2 separate regions of the Hordeum vulgare genome follow, and region 2 is linked to region 1. A link is a contact called in public Hi-C data. All regions are on one chromosome and are shown on one strand. Each heading gives the region's core, a stretch centred on a gene start, on an enhancer-like site or on the middle of the called end of the contact. The rest is flanking DNA. Distances are from core to core; before and after follow the strand shown. Region 1 holds the start of LOC123400062 (polygalacturonate 4-alpha-galacturonosyltransferase-like). Region 2 holds the start of LOC123400067 (60S ribosomal protein L36a).

Region 1 (5,931 bases), core at 861-3,360:
GTTATACAAAATCTAGAGCATTAAGTAAAACAGAGTAATGCATGGTGAATGATGACATGATGTAGACAAAGTAAACTCAAGCAATATGAATAAACCCCGTCATTTTATCCTTAGTAGCATCAATACAAAGACGTATCTTGTCCCCTTCTATCACTGGGATATAAAAATTTGCCATGTTGAACCTACCACAACGCACCTCTCTCACCAAAGAAATATCGATCTAGTTGGCCAAACTATTTCAATAGATCGAAGAGAATTATGAAGCTATCATAATCATGCACATAAGAATCATACAAGTATTCAAATGTAACTCAAATATTTATTATAAATAATGTGGACATAAATTCATAATTCAACGAATCTCAACAAACGCACCGCACAAAAGAAATTATATCATGTGGATCAAAGCAAAGATGCGATGATCATTGTATTGAAGATCACACATAGAGAGATTGACATCTAGTACTGACTATGGACCCGAACAGTTTTTGGCTTCATGAGATACACGTCCGTTCCTCTCGAAAAGGAAAAAACAAACGTAATTTTTTCCGCGAAAGGCACATTTTTGCCTTCGTGAGAGGCACGGCCGCGCCTTTCGAAAAGAAAAAAAATGCGAAAATGTGTTTTCTATTGTTTTTTCCTATCACGAGAGGCATGGTTTTTCTTGGTCCCTTTTTTGTGGTTTTTTCGTCAAACCTATCAACATGTGATCTAATTTTTAAGATCTCGACGAGAGAAACCCAACGGTAAAAACATTTCGAGATTTGGACGCACGGTTTAGGAGATAAACCTATAAAAATATGAATTCACGAAAATGAAAAACTTTCCTGTTATGACAAGTAACATACATGCAGTACGCCACTTGTCAAAATTTAGAAAGGTGAAAGTGATATTTGAAAGATGTATTTCTCAAGGACGCTGCTACAAATCATCCGACTGATTTCTTTGATAAATCAGCCGGGTCCTGAGACGTTAGATTCAATACTCGTAAGCCGTCGGATTTGGTCAACGTGTGTCATATGTATTTCTTCGCATCGCCAGGACACCCGCTTCGATCTTTTATGGCCGCAGCACCATCCGCGGACTGCACACTGCTGCAAGCAACACCGCACATCGCTGCAAGCATGACGGCCGCCACCGACAAGAGCTGCATTGCAACACTGTGAGCCGCCGACGAAGCTCCATTGCGACACCAGGTGCTGCATCACAGCTCCGGGGCCGCCGACGAGCGCTTCATCGCAGCATCGAAAGCCGGCGGCGAAGCTCCATTGCGACACCGGGTGCTGCATCACAACTCCGGGGCCGCCGATGAGCGCTTCATCGCAGCATCGAAAGCCGGCGGCGAAGCTCCAGTGCAGCATCGATGTTCACCGACGGGCGCCGATGATGCTACACTGCAGTACCAACCCCCTGCACGGCGGGGATGAATCGCAGCACCCGACGCCGGCAAGCGCACTCCATCGCAGCACCAGACGACGGCAGCACGTTTTGGTACATCACCGAGCGCTGCACACCACCAGGCATGCCAGCCAAAGCTGCATCGCACCTCCAGGCATGCCGACCAACGCTGCATCGCACCTCCAGGCATGCCGGCCAACGGTGAAGCTCGCATCTCCCGCTGCAACGCAACACCCGCAGCCGCTCGTGGAGCTTCAATGCAGTCATGGACACTGCAGCGCACGGATTTTGTGGGAGAATAAAAGATGGAGCAAGGGGAATGGGAAGAGCACCGGTCGGGAAGGGGAGAGCGGGTCACATGTGCGGGAAGGCTTTGTGTGGTTGAGCGCTCGCGTGAGGATAAGGCTGATTATGACGAAGGGGTGGGCTGTCCCACCGAGACGCGTGTCGCGCCTGGGAGGAGGCTTAGGCGTCGTTGTAATCAGCCGTCTGATTTTGAACGTTTCCCATTTCTCAATTAGTGATTTCGGTCGAGGCTCTAGTGTGATGAATAAAATCTACCGAATTTAAGGCGCTAACAGCCCACACATCCGTCGTAGATCCATCAATAAGGCACCAACCGGCCCACACGTCCGTCGTGGGCCCAGATACCGTCCCAAGAGCAAAACCAAAGCGATACGTGATCTTTCCTGAATTCCTCCCTTGCCATTCGTGGCTACCCCACGCCACTCCCCACACTCCCCGCAGGCGAGGGCGAGAGAGGGGGGGAAAGGCAGCGCGCGCACGGCGACCCCCTCGCCGCCGCCGCAGCATTCCGACCGGATCGGGCCAGTGCCCCTCCCCCTCCGCCCACGCGTCACCGGAGATGGCGTCCCCGAAGCGGCTCCCCTACTCCTCCGCGGGCGCTGGCGGCGGCGGCGGAGCGAGGCGCGGCTCCGGCGCGGTGCCGCCGGTGGTGGTCCTCGTCTTCCTCTTCGTCGTCGCGCCGTCGATCTTCTTCGTCGCGCGCAGCGGCGGCCACGTCCACGTCGCGTCCGGTTCGCCCCCGCCTCACTTCCCAAACCACTTTTTGTTAGAAAAGCCACTTCATATGCCATGGATGCCGTACGAGGCGCCATCGATTCTGAATTTCGGGTCCCGTTGCACCTAGATTGGTCCATCCGCGTTTGGATTCGCATGGGCTGCGAGTTTTATGCGCTTCTGCGGTTTGATTTGCCGATGGTACTGACCGCGAGAGTGGAGTCCGTGTAGATTTGGTTTGAGTGGTTCAGGATTGTTATTCAGCAATTGGTGTGTCGTGGCCTCAGCCTGTGGGTACTGGCTAGGGTTTGGTGGGAATTGTGGCTGCAACGTGTTGCTGGGATGTAAAACCAAAAGGTAATAGACGGAACTGTGAATGATCACGAACCTGTGAGATGCAGTGGACGTTCTGATTCAAGAGATCTGGTTATTCTTCTCCTGCTTTGCTCTCTTGGTGCCAGGATTTATGCCAATGTAGGTAGGTTGGGTGTATGGCTGCTGCTAGGAGAGGCCGTAATGCATGCCCATGGCATATTAGTAGTGATAACAAATCAAAGCTACACTTATCTGTGCAAACTGAACCATGATGGGCTGAAAAGCATAAGATTGTCTTAAGCATGCCGACTTCTCTTTTGCTTTATCATCTGCTAAAACCTTACTTGTCTTTTTTCTTGTTAGCTGTTAGTATTTGGGAACAATGTTTTGTTGTAATATTTGATAGCAACATTTTATTAACTTCAAGATAAATAAGTGACGGCATATTTTGTTCATCTGCAGATCCCAGGGGTGCTGATGGCAACCAGGTATTTATCCATTCTAAAAGGGAGTCAAATTTGTTTTACCACCCTTACTTTTAGGATTCGTCTCACATTGAGACCTGTCTTGCAGGAAACAGATTGGCAAGAGCAACTGGCGACAGACAATCTGAAATCTGTTTTGTCTAAGGAGGTCAGAACATCTTGCAGTTAGTAGTGTACATGCCCATCTTTCAATTCTATGTTTGGTGGTTGGGATTGTCTTCTTCCCAATCTCTTGGGGGTTTATTTGGTCTACATGTAATGATTTGGACGTCATGATTATTCTGTAACCATGAACTGTTATGCTGTTCAACATATGAAACCTTAAGTTTCTTCAATTCCGCTGTACTTATAGTCATCCAATTATTTGGTCTTCAGGTAATTGATGCTATAGCTGCTAGTCAACAAGAAACAGGCACTCTGAACCTTGATTTCTTTAGGGATCATCCATCTCCTTCCTGGAAAACTGATGATCTAGTTGATCACAAGATGAATGCTAATTTGGTTGTTGACGACAAGGCAAAAGCTCAAAACAGTTCCGCAGACCATGTTATACCTCTAACACATAAAGCACCCAAGGATGGTTCAGGTATGGACATAATTGTTTTTTCTTCAAGTTATTCATTTACATAATCTGACTAGACAGTAGATAATGAAGTTATTGCCCATGCAGATGGACATCAAGTTGATACAGCAGCAAAAATGGCTCGAAGGGTAAGTAACTGGTATATATTTTGATAAATTCTTGTCTCTGTTAATAAGTTGATTTCAATCTTTCATATGACCTCTTGGTACTATTTGGTTTATACAGAAACTACGGGAGGCGAGGCGGGAAAAGAGGGCAATTGATTTGGTACGGAAAGATGACGAAGCACTTGTTAAGCTGGAGAATGCAGCTATTGAGCGATCAAAGGCTGTAGATTCTGCTGTCCTTGGGAAATACAGCATATGGAGAAAAGAGAATGAGAATGAGAACTCAGATTCAACAGTCAGGTTGATGAGGGACCAAATTATTATGGCCCGTGTTTACTCTGTGCTTGCAAAATCAAGGAACAAGCATGGTATCTATCAAGAACTGCAGAGCCGAATCAAGGAAAGCCAGCGGGCTGTAGGAGAGGCTACTGCAGATGCTGACCTTCATCACAGGTGTGCTGCGTCACATCTATTATCGCTTATTTCTTACTCAGTTACCTTGTTCCTCTCTTTTCACAAATATGCTACTTTACAGTGCACCTGACAAAATCAGAGTGATGGGTCAAGTTTTAACGAAGGCCAGAGAAGAATTGTATGATTGCAAGGTGATAAGTCAGAGACTAAGAGCAATGCTTCAGTCAGCAGATGAACAGGTCAGGAGCTTGAAGAAGCAGAGTACATTTCTTAGCCAGTTGGCTGCAAAGACGATTCCAAACAGCATCCACTGCTTGTCTATGCGCTTAACAATAGATTACTATCTCCTTCCTCTGGAGAAACGGAAGTTCCCGAGGAGTGAAAACTTGGAAAATCCAGAGCTCTACCACTATGCACTTTTCTCAGACAATGTCTTGGCTGCCTCTGTTGTTGTAAACTCAACCATCATGAATGCTAAGGTAATTTTCAAGATTCTCCTATCGATGAACTCTTGTATGATACTAGTTGCTTCGAACAATAATGGTTGATTTAACTTTTGCAGGAGCCTGAGAAACATGTTTTCCATCTTGTGACCGATAAGTTGAACTTTGGAGCCATGAACATGTGGTTTTTGCTGAACCCACCTGGCAAGGCCACTATCCATGTTGAGAATGTGGATGAGTTTAAGTGGTTGAACTCATCATACTGTCCTGTTTTACGTCAACTGGAGTCTGTTGCCATGAAAGAGTATTATTTCAAGGCTGACCGTCCCACCACTCTTTCAGCAGGTTCTTCAAACCTAAAATACCGCAACCCCAAGTACCTCTCCATGCTGAACCACTTGAGATTTTATCTCCCACAGATCTACCCAAAGTTGGATAAGATACTTTTCCTCGATGATGACATAGTTGTGCAGAAAGATTTGACAGGATTGTGGGATGTTGATCTGAATGGAATGGTCAATGGTGCAGTGTTTACCTGTGGAGAGAGTTTCCACCGTTTCGACAAGTACCTTAACTTCTCAAATCCACACATTGCTCGGAACTTTGATCCTAATGCTTGTGGTTGGGCTTATGGGATGAACATCTTTGATCTGAAGCAATGGAAGAACAAAGATATTACCGGGATCTACCACAAGTGGCAAAACATGGTGAGGTTACTAATATCATCGTTGGATTTCATTTCATTGTTCAAACACATCATATCTCACACTATCCTACTGTTTTCTTCTGCCAGAATGAAGACAGGGTTCTTTGGAAGCTCGGGACACTTCCACCTGGCCTCATGACGTTCTACAAGCTGACGCACCCCCTTGATAAATCGTGGCATGTCCTTGGACTAGGATACAACCCAAGCATCGACCGCTCAGAGATAGACAATGCTGCTGTCGCTCATTACAATGGGAACATGAAGCCATGGCTGGAGCTGGCAATGACCAAGTACCGACCATACTGGACAAGGTATATAAAGTATGACCACCCTTACATCCGTGGATGCAACCTGAGTGAGTAGATGAGATATGAAGCGGCCGGAGAAGGTCACCCGTCTGAAACAGAAGTGTCCCCTTTCTCCTTAAGGTATGTAGATTGAGGGAAGTAGTATCAGCTGG
Region 2 (5,931 bases), core at 1,736-4,235, 170 kb before region 1:
AGAGAGAGCAGATTTTTTCAATTTGCATGCGTACAGATAATGAAAAGATAACTCAAATCAAAGATGCTTAAAACTATAGTGAACTAGAAAGGCACCCTGCAGGCCAAAAAGGAGAGCAACCTAACATACTTCAAAACAGAAGACATTGAGTTAACTCACAAAGATTACGGCAGTCCAGAGTATAGATTCTAGATTTATAACATTTCAACAACAGGTTCAGATTTTGCGAATATACAAATGAAGCTTCCAATGCAGCAATTGTGTAGTGTATTCTAAAAGTACTACACACAGAAGCAAAATTTGATCATTGGCATCTCACAAAGCAGGTCACACTGCACTCTCATGCTCCATATGAGTCCAAAACAAACCAATTTAAAACTATGCCAGCACCCAATGTATTGGAAGAATAAAAAGGTCAACCTTGGGGGCTCATATCAAGTGTATATTAAGGGCCTGTTTGAGACTGCTTCAATTCATCAAAATCAGCTTCACTTCATCAAATTCACTTTGGAGCAGTTTCATACAAAAGCTATAACACTATCAAGAGAATGTTTGGCTTCCATCTAGCTCCAACTTTAAGAATAGAAAATTTGGTGGAAAGAATCTATTTGATTGGTTGAGGGAAAGAAATTAAGGGGTATCCACTTACTGGTAGCAGTGGTGGGTAATTTTTCCCCAACTCCAGCTTCTAGTCTTTTTTGGAGCACCCTCTCAGGAGCTTCATAAAAACTTTGAAGTTGTATCCCAGATTCTAGTTTTTTTGTGAAGCAGCATATCGTAGAGCTACCCCGTTTGGCTTGTTTTTTCTGAAGCAGAGCTGAATATTAAGGAGCAGAGCAGTCCCAAACAGGCTCTAAGAAACCTTCACTGTGGCAGGAAACCCAACCGAGACGGTGATCCTAGCACGCGCCAACCCCTGCCAACGCACCAACAGCGCGACGAGCAACACAGGGAAAGGGTTTTGGATGTGGAACACCAGATGGCAAGCCCCACACAACTGTTCAATCCAAACACCTCACTCACCGCCTCTGTCTAGAACAGATACACATACACACATCACAAGAGCCAAAGAGCCCGTTGCCAGGCGGCACTCCGTGTTCCACCTCCATCCCCAACCGGCTAAGAGATGCTCGTCGTGGTGCTGTAATGGGGGCACACAGCAAGATCTGCCGTTCCACTAGGGTTTCCATAATCAAGCCGCTCGAGCCACTATTTTGTAATCACAGCCCCCGGCCTTGTACAACCGAACAAACATAATCATCTGGGGAACTGGCCAAACAGGGGAGCCACATTACAAACCTCGAAATAGAACACAGTGAGTTAACCCACAATGATTATGCCAGTTCAGACTCCAGGGAGGGAGCAGACTCTAGGTCAATCACATTTCAACTATAGGCTCAAAATTCTGCGATTACGAAAATGAAGTTTTCTATGCAGCAATTGTGTACTCTATTCTAACAGTACTCCACGCTGCAGCAAGATTTGATCTTTGGGATGTCACCAAGTGGGTCACACTGCACTCATGCTCCTTACAAGTCCAAAACAAACCAATCAAAACCTATGCCGGTAACCAATGTGTTGAAAGAATCACAATGCAACTGTTTATACTGAATAAAAAAGGTAAAAGACCTTGGGGGCTCATATCAAGTGCATATTTAAGAAACCTTCACCGCGGCAGGAAACCCAACTGAGACAACAATCCAAGCGCGCGCCAACCCCTGCCAACGCAGCCGCAGCACGATGAGCAACACATGCAGGGGATTTTGAATGTGGAAAACCAGATGCCAAGCCCCACGTGACCATTCAATCCAAACATGTCTCCCTCTCTCTCCCCCTCTGCCTGAAACAGATCACACACACACACACATCACAAGAACCAAACAGCCCATCGACAGGCGGCACCCCATGTTCCACTTCCATCCCCAACCGGCTAAGAGATGCTCATCGCTCTGCTGTAATGGGGGCACACGGCGAGATCTGCTTTCCACTAGGGTTTCCCAGAATCAAGCCGCTCGAGCCACTCTTTTGTAATCACAGCCCCAGACCAAGTATGAATGAACAAAGCTAAGCTAGGCATCGGCCGAGCTACATAGTCATGAAAAAAAAACTCAAACCGGAGATGCAGCAATTGTGGAGCCTATTTTAAATGCAGCAATTGTGCAGCCTATTATAAAAGTACTCCACAGCACAGCAGCGAGATTTGATCTTTGAAACCTTACAAGCAGGTCACACTGCACTCTGATGCTCCTTATGAGTCCAAAACAAACCAATCAAAACCTATGCCAGTAACCAATATGTGGATAAAATCCCAATGCAACAGTTTACTGAATAAAAAGGTAAAAGACCTTCTTGGAGGCTCATATCAAGTGTATATTAAGAAACCTTCACCACGGCAGGAAACCCAACGGGGACGACGATCCAAGAGCACGCCAACCCCTGCTAAAGCAGCTGCAGCACGACGAGCAAAACGAGCACGGGGTTTTGGATGTGGAACACCAGATGCCAAGCCCCACGCGACCGTTCATTCCAAACATCTCCCTTTCTCTCTCTCTCCCTCTGTCTGAAACAGATACACGCACGCACGCACATCACAAGAACCCAACGGCCCGTCGTCAGGCGGCACCTCGTGTTCCACTTCCATCCCCAACCGGCTAAGAGATGCTCGTCGCGCTGCTGTAACGGGGGCACACCGCGAGATCTGCCGTTCCGCTAGGGTTTCCCAGAATCATGCCGCTCGAGCCACTCTTTTGTAATCACAGCCCCCGGCCAAGTACGAACGAACAAAGCTAATCATCAGGGGATGTGGCGGCGGGAGGTGAGGGCGTTACCATGGTCGCCGCCTGGAAGCTCTCCTCCGCGCGTCTGCTGCTTCTCCTGCGGCGGGGGAGGTGGTGAGGAAAGGGGGGAGGGGGAGAATGGCGGCGCCTGGGTGAAATATTAGCGAAGCAAAACCCTAGGAACGGCAGGTGTAGCTTCGGGAATATGGGCTTGCGAGCTTGGGCTTATTACTCCGTGTAAGCCTGATAAGCAATGCACGTATTGGGCCACATGCATGTCGCCCAAGGAAAATAAAATACATTTTTCAGATGGTCCATGAGAAATAACTAGCAAAAGAGCCCGTGCGTTGCAACGGGAGAGAAAATAGCACACACTCTTAAGCCAATAACCACGACTCAAGACCTTAATAGGCCCACGTTTTACAGTTCCACATGGCATCACATTTGTGTTGTCGATAGTGGCCTCAATGCTCATACAATGAAAACGTGTTTGATTGTGGTCAGTCCTAAGATCTCTCTTCCTCTCTCTCTGAGAAAAACATTCAATATGTTCAGTATACTTAGTTAGAGAGGGAGTATACACCAACTCGATGCATATTTAATGAGCAAATCAAGAAATAAAGGCATGGAAGAATATTGAGTGCAGGTATTCCAACCAATTTAAATCCATGTCTTGTGAACTTATATTATTAATGAACATATAATAAGTAAACATGGATATGATCTTACTTGATGTTTCAAGTTGCATGGTCCTGTTCTCCTCGATGGTGCCACACAAATATTTGTATTATGATGAAAATGGCAAAGTATGTTTTGTTAATTAATGATAGCATATGCATAAGAGCATTATTTTTATCTTGTTGATATATGTGTTTGCATTTGTAATCTAAGTGAAGTCTTAATTTGATTAAAAACATATTAGACAGCTCCATAAAAAATAATCAATTTGTAAGTACATGCATATCAAATGTTTAAGGTTGCATGTCAACATCGATATTTTTTAAAAATAATTAGCAAAACAGTTTATATATATGAAAAATCAAAGCTAAGCCATTTGTTTACGTAAAGCTTGTATAAACAACATTGCATATTTTTTATACATTAGGTACATTTTTTGCGTGCGAGATTAAAAACATTATTTAATTTTAATGTCTAATTTTTTTAATACACATTTTACATATTTTGTATGCATTATGAACATTTTTATATACATATTTATATTATTCAAATACATGATTAACATTTTTGAAAAGTTCTATTTTTTATGTCTACTTTGTTCCATACACATTATATATTTTTGTATATGTTTTCTTATACACTGGAAACATTTTCTATACACATTTAAAGTTTTTTAAATACACAATCAATATTTTTCAAAATAAAACAAAAATAAATTGTTTATTATCCATACGCATTGTACATTTTTTTATATATGGAAACTTTTTTGTCCACAAAGTTTAATTTTCTTTAATTCATGATTAAAATTTGTGCAGAGTTTATTTAAAAAAGCGAAAAGAGAAAAAATAATATAAAAGAAATGCAAAAAAGAAGGGTTGTAGGCCACGGCTCGAGAGAATGCACATTACCGGTCAGCTAGCCTCACGCCTAAAAGGTGGGATAAAACTGGGTGTAACTGGGATCGAACCTGGGTCTCCAGGATGGGAAGGCGAGCGCCAAACGGGTTGCGCTACCCTCATGCTTTGGTTCCAATAGGGGAACCGCCTTCTTCAGAATTAGAAAGGAGAGCCGAATCGAAGTTTAAAAAACGAATCGTTTTTGTCACTTACGGGTGGCATTGGTGGGTAATTTTAGCGAACTTTAGGTGCAAATTTAATGACGTACGACAGAAGCAATATATGCTTTATTAGTAGGTATAGATACTAGTGTTGCTAAAAAATAAGAGAGAAATACTACTGGTTGTTTCTAATAAAAAAATATAGGGAATGCCTAGAACTCATTTAGATGTGTTATAGTTTGATCTCATTCACTTGACATCATCTGATGTCACTTGTTTGTTGTGCCAACCCGTTTTGGTTGTAGCCTTAACTATACCTCTTTATTTTCCCTATATGAGGCAAGACTACTGGGTTATCTCGGTTATATGTTGCATTTTGACAATTTGTGCATTTGCTTTGACATAGTTGTGTCCGTATGGGCTGGTTGACACATTTGTTGGTTGTTTGTTCCACCGGGCTTTCGGCATGTTTACTTGTTGTTGTTGTTTTGAAAGAAAAATAATAAAATGTGAAGAAAAGACATCCAAATGTCCTAGGAGAAAAAAGTGTGCCAAAATCCTAGTGTCTATCTGACACGGAAATTTTAGTTAGATCACTGCTTATTTGCTACAACATACTTAATAGCTTGGTCATTTTGAGTCTCATGTAGTCCAGTAGCTTCATTGTGTACCTTAGTGGCCTCATTCAGTTGCTCCATGACTCATTTACCCGTGGACTCATTTTCTTGAATTTCTATCACCCCGTCTTCCTTCCGCTGAGCATGTGTATTTTACAACAAACAAAGATAGTCTAGCAGTGTAACTAGTTAGTAACATCTGAACAAAAATGTTTTCCCAGTTGAATGACGTAGCGAAAATTAGTTTTTTGAGGAATCACCGGGAGAGAGTTCTCCCACCTGAATATACTGCTCAAAAGCGGCAAAAGCCAAGAGTCCCCCATTAGACTTTTGTTGATCCGGCTTGTAAGGAAGACTAAATCAACAACCTTGAAAAATTGACTTGTTTATGAGGAAAACTGGGCCAAAAATCATACAAGTAACAAAGTTAAAGAAGAGAAGAGATGGACGCCCACGAGAAGGCACATCCTAACTAGCAAATAGAAGGACTGTCAATAAGAGAGGCACAAGTAAATGAGGGGTGTAGTCAATGGAACACGATACCAAGACTCTCTATAACTAGCCTAATTCATCGCATCGGCATGCGCACCAAACCCCACTTCACAACAGAGGAGCATCCATAACCAACAAGTGCCAAAGCTTAACACAAACCTTGATTGGGAGCTCCGCCATGGGAGGTTGAGGCGATTAGCAAGTTGCGGAGGCATCATTGTGTTGTCATTGAGCAAAAGTGAACCGAGACGACACCAAGAGCCCGAAGCTCGCCACAACCCAATGACAACCATGGGAGGGTCCTTGGCTT

The links. Hi-C and Micro-C count contacts between places; a contact is called where the count stands out from the background.
Region 2: a contact with region 1 is called in a Hi-C map of leaf, with 2.5 times the contacts expected there. The contact joins the promoter of LOC123400067 here to the promoter of LOC123400062 in region 1. A contact is called at or near these places in 4 of 6 Hi-C or Micro-C datasets (leaf, seedling and an unstated tissue).

What each region holds. Positions count from the first base shown.
Region 1 is chr5H:499,317,198-499,323,128 of MorexV3_pseudomolecules_assembly, reverse strand. LOC123400062 (polygalacturonate 4-alpha-galacturonosyltransferase-like) reads left to right here and starts at 2,110. Exons shown (of 9, transcript XM_045094461.1): 1 at 2,110-2,435; 2 at 3,196-3,221; 3 at 3,307-3,366; 4 at 3,594-3,804; 5 at 3,889-3,929; 6 at 4,027-4,361; 7 at 4,444-4,801; 8 at 4,885-5,472; 9 at 5,559-5,931. The coding sequence starts at 2,264. The coding sequence ends at 5,834.
Region 2 is chr5H:499,487,143-499,493,073 of MorexV3_pseudomolecules_assembly, reverse strand. It overlaps LOC123400067 (60S ribosomal protein L36a), which reads right to left and starts at 2,985. Exons shown (of 4, transcript XM_045094465.1): 1 at 2,829-2,985. The coding sequence starts at 2,831.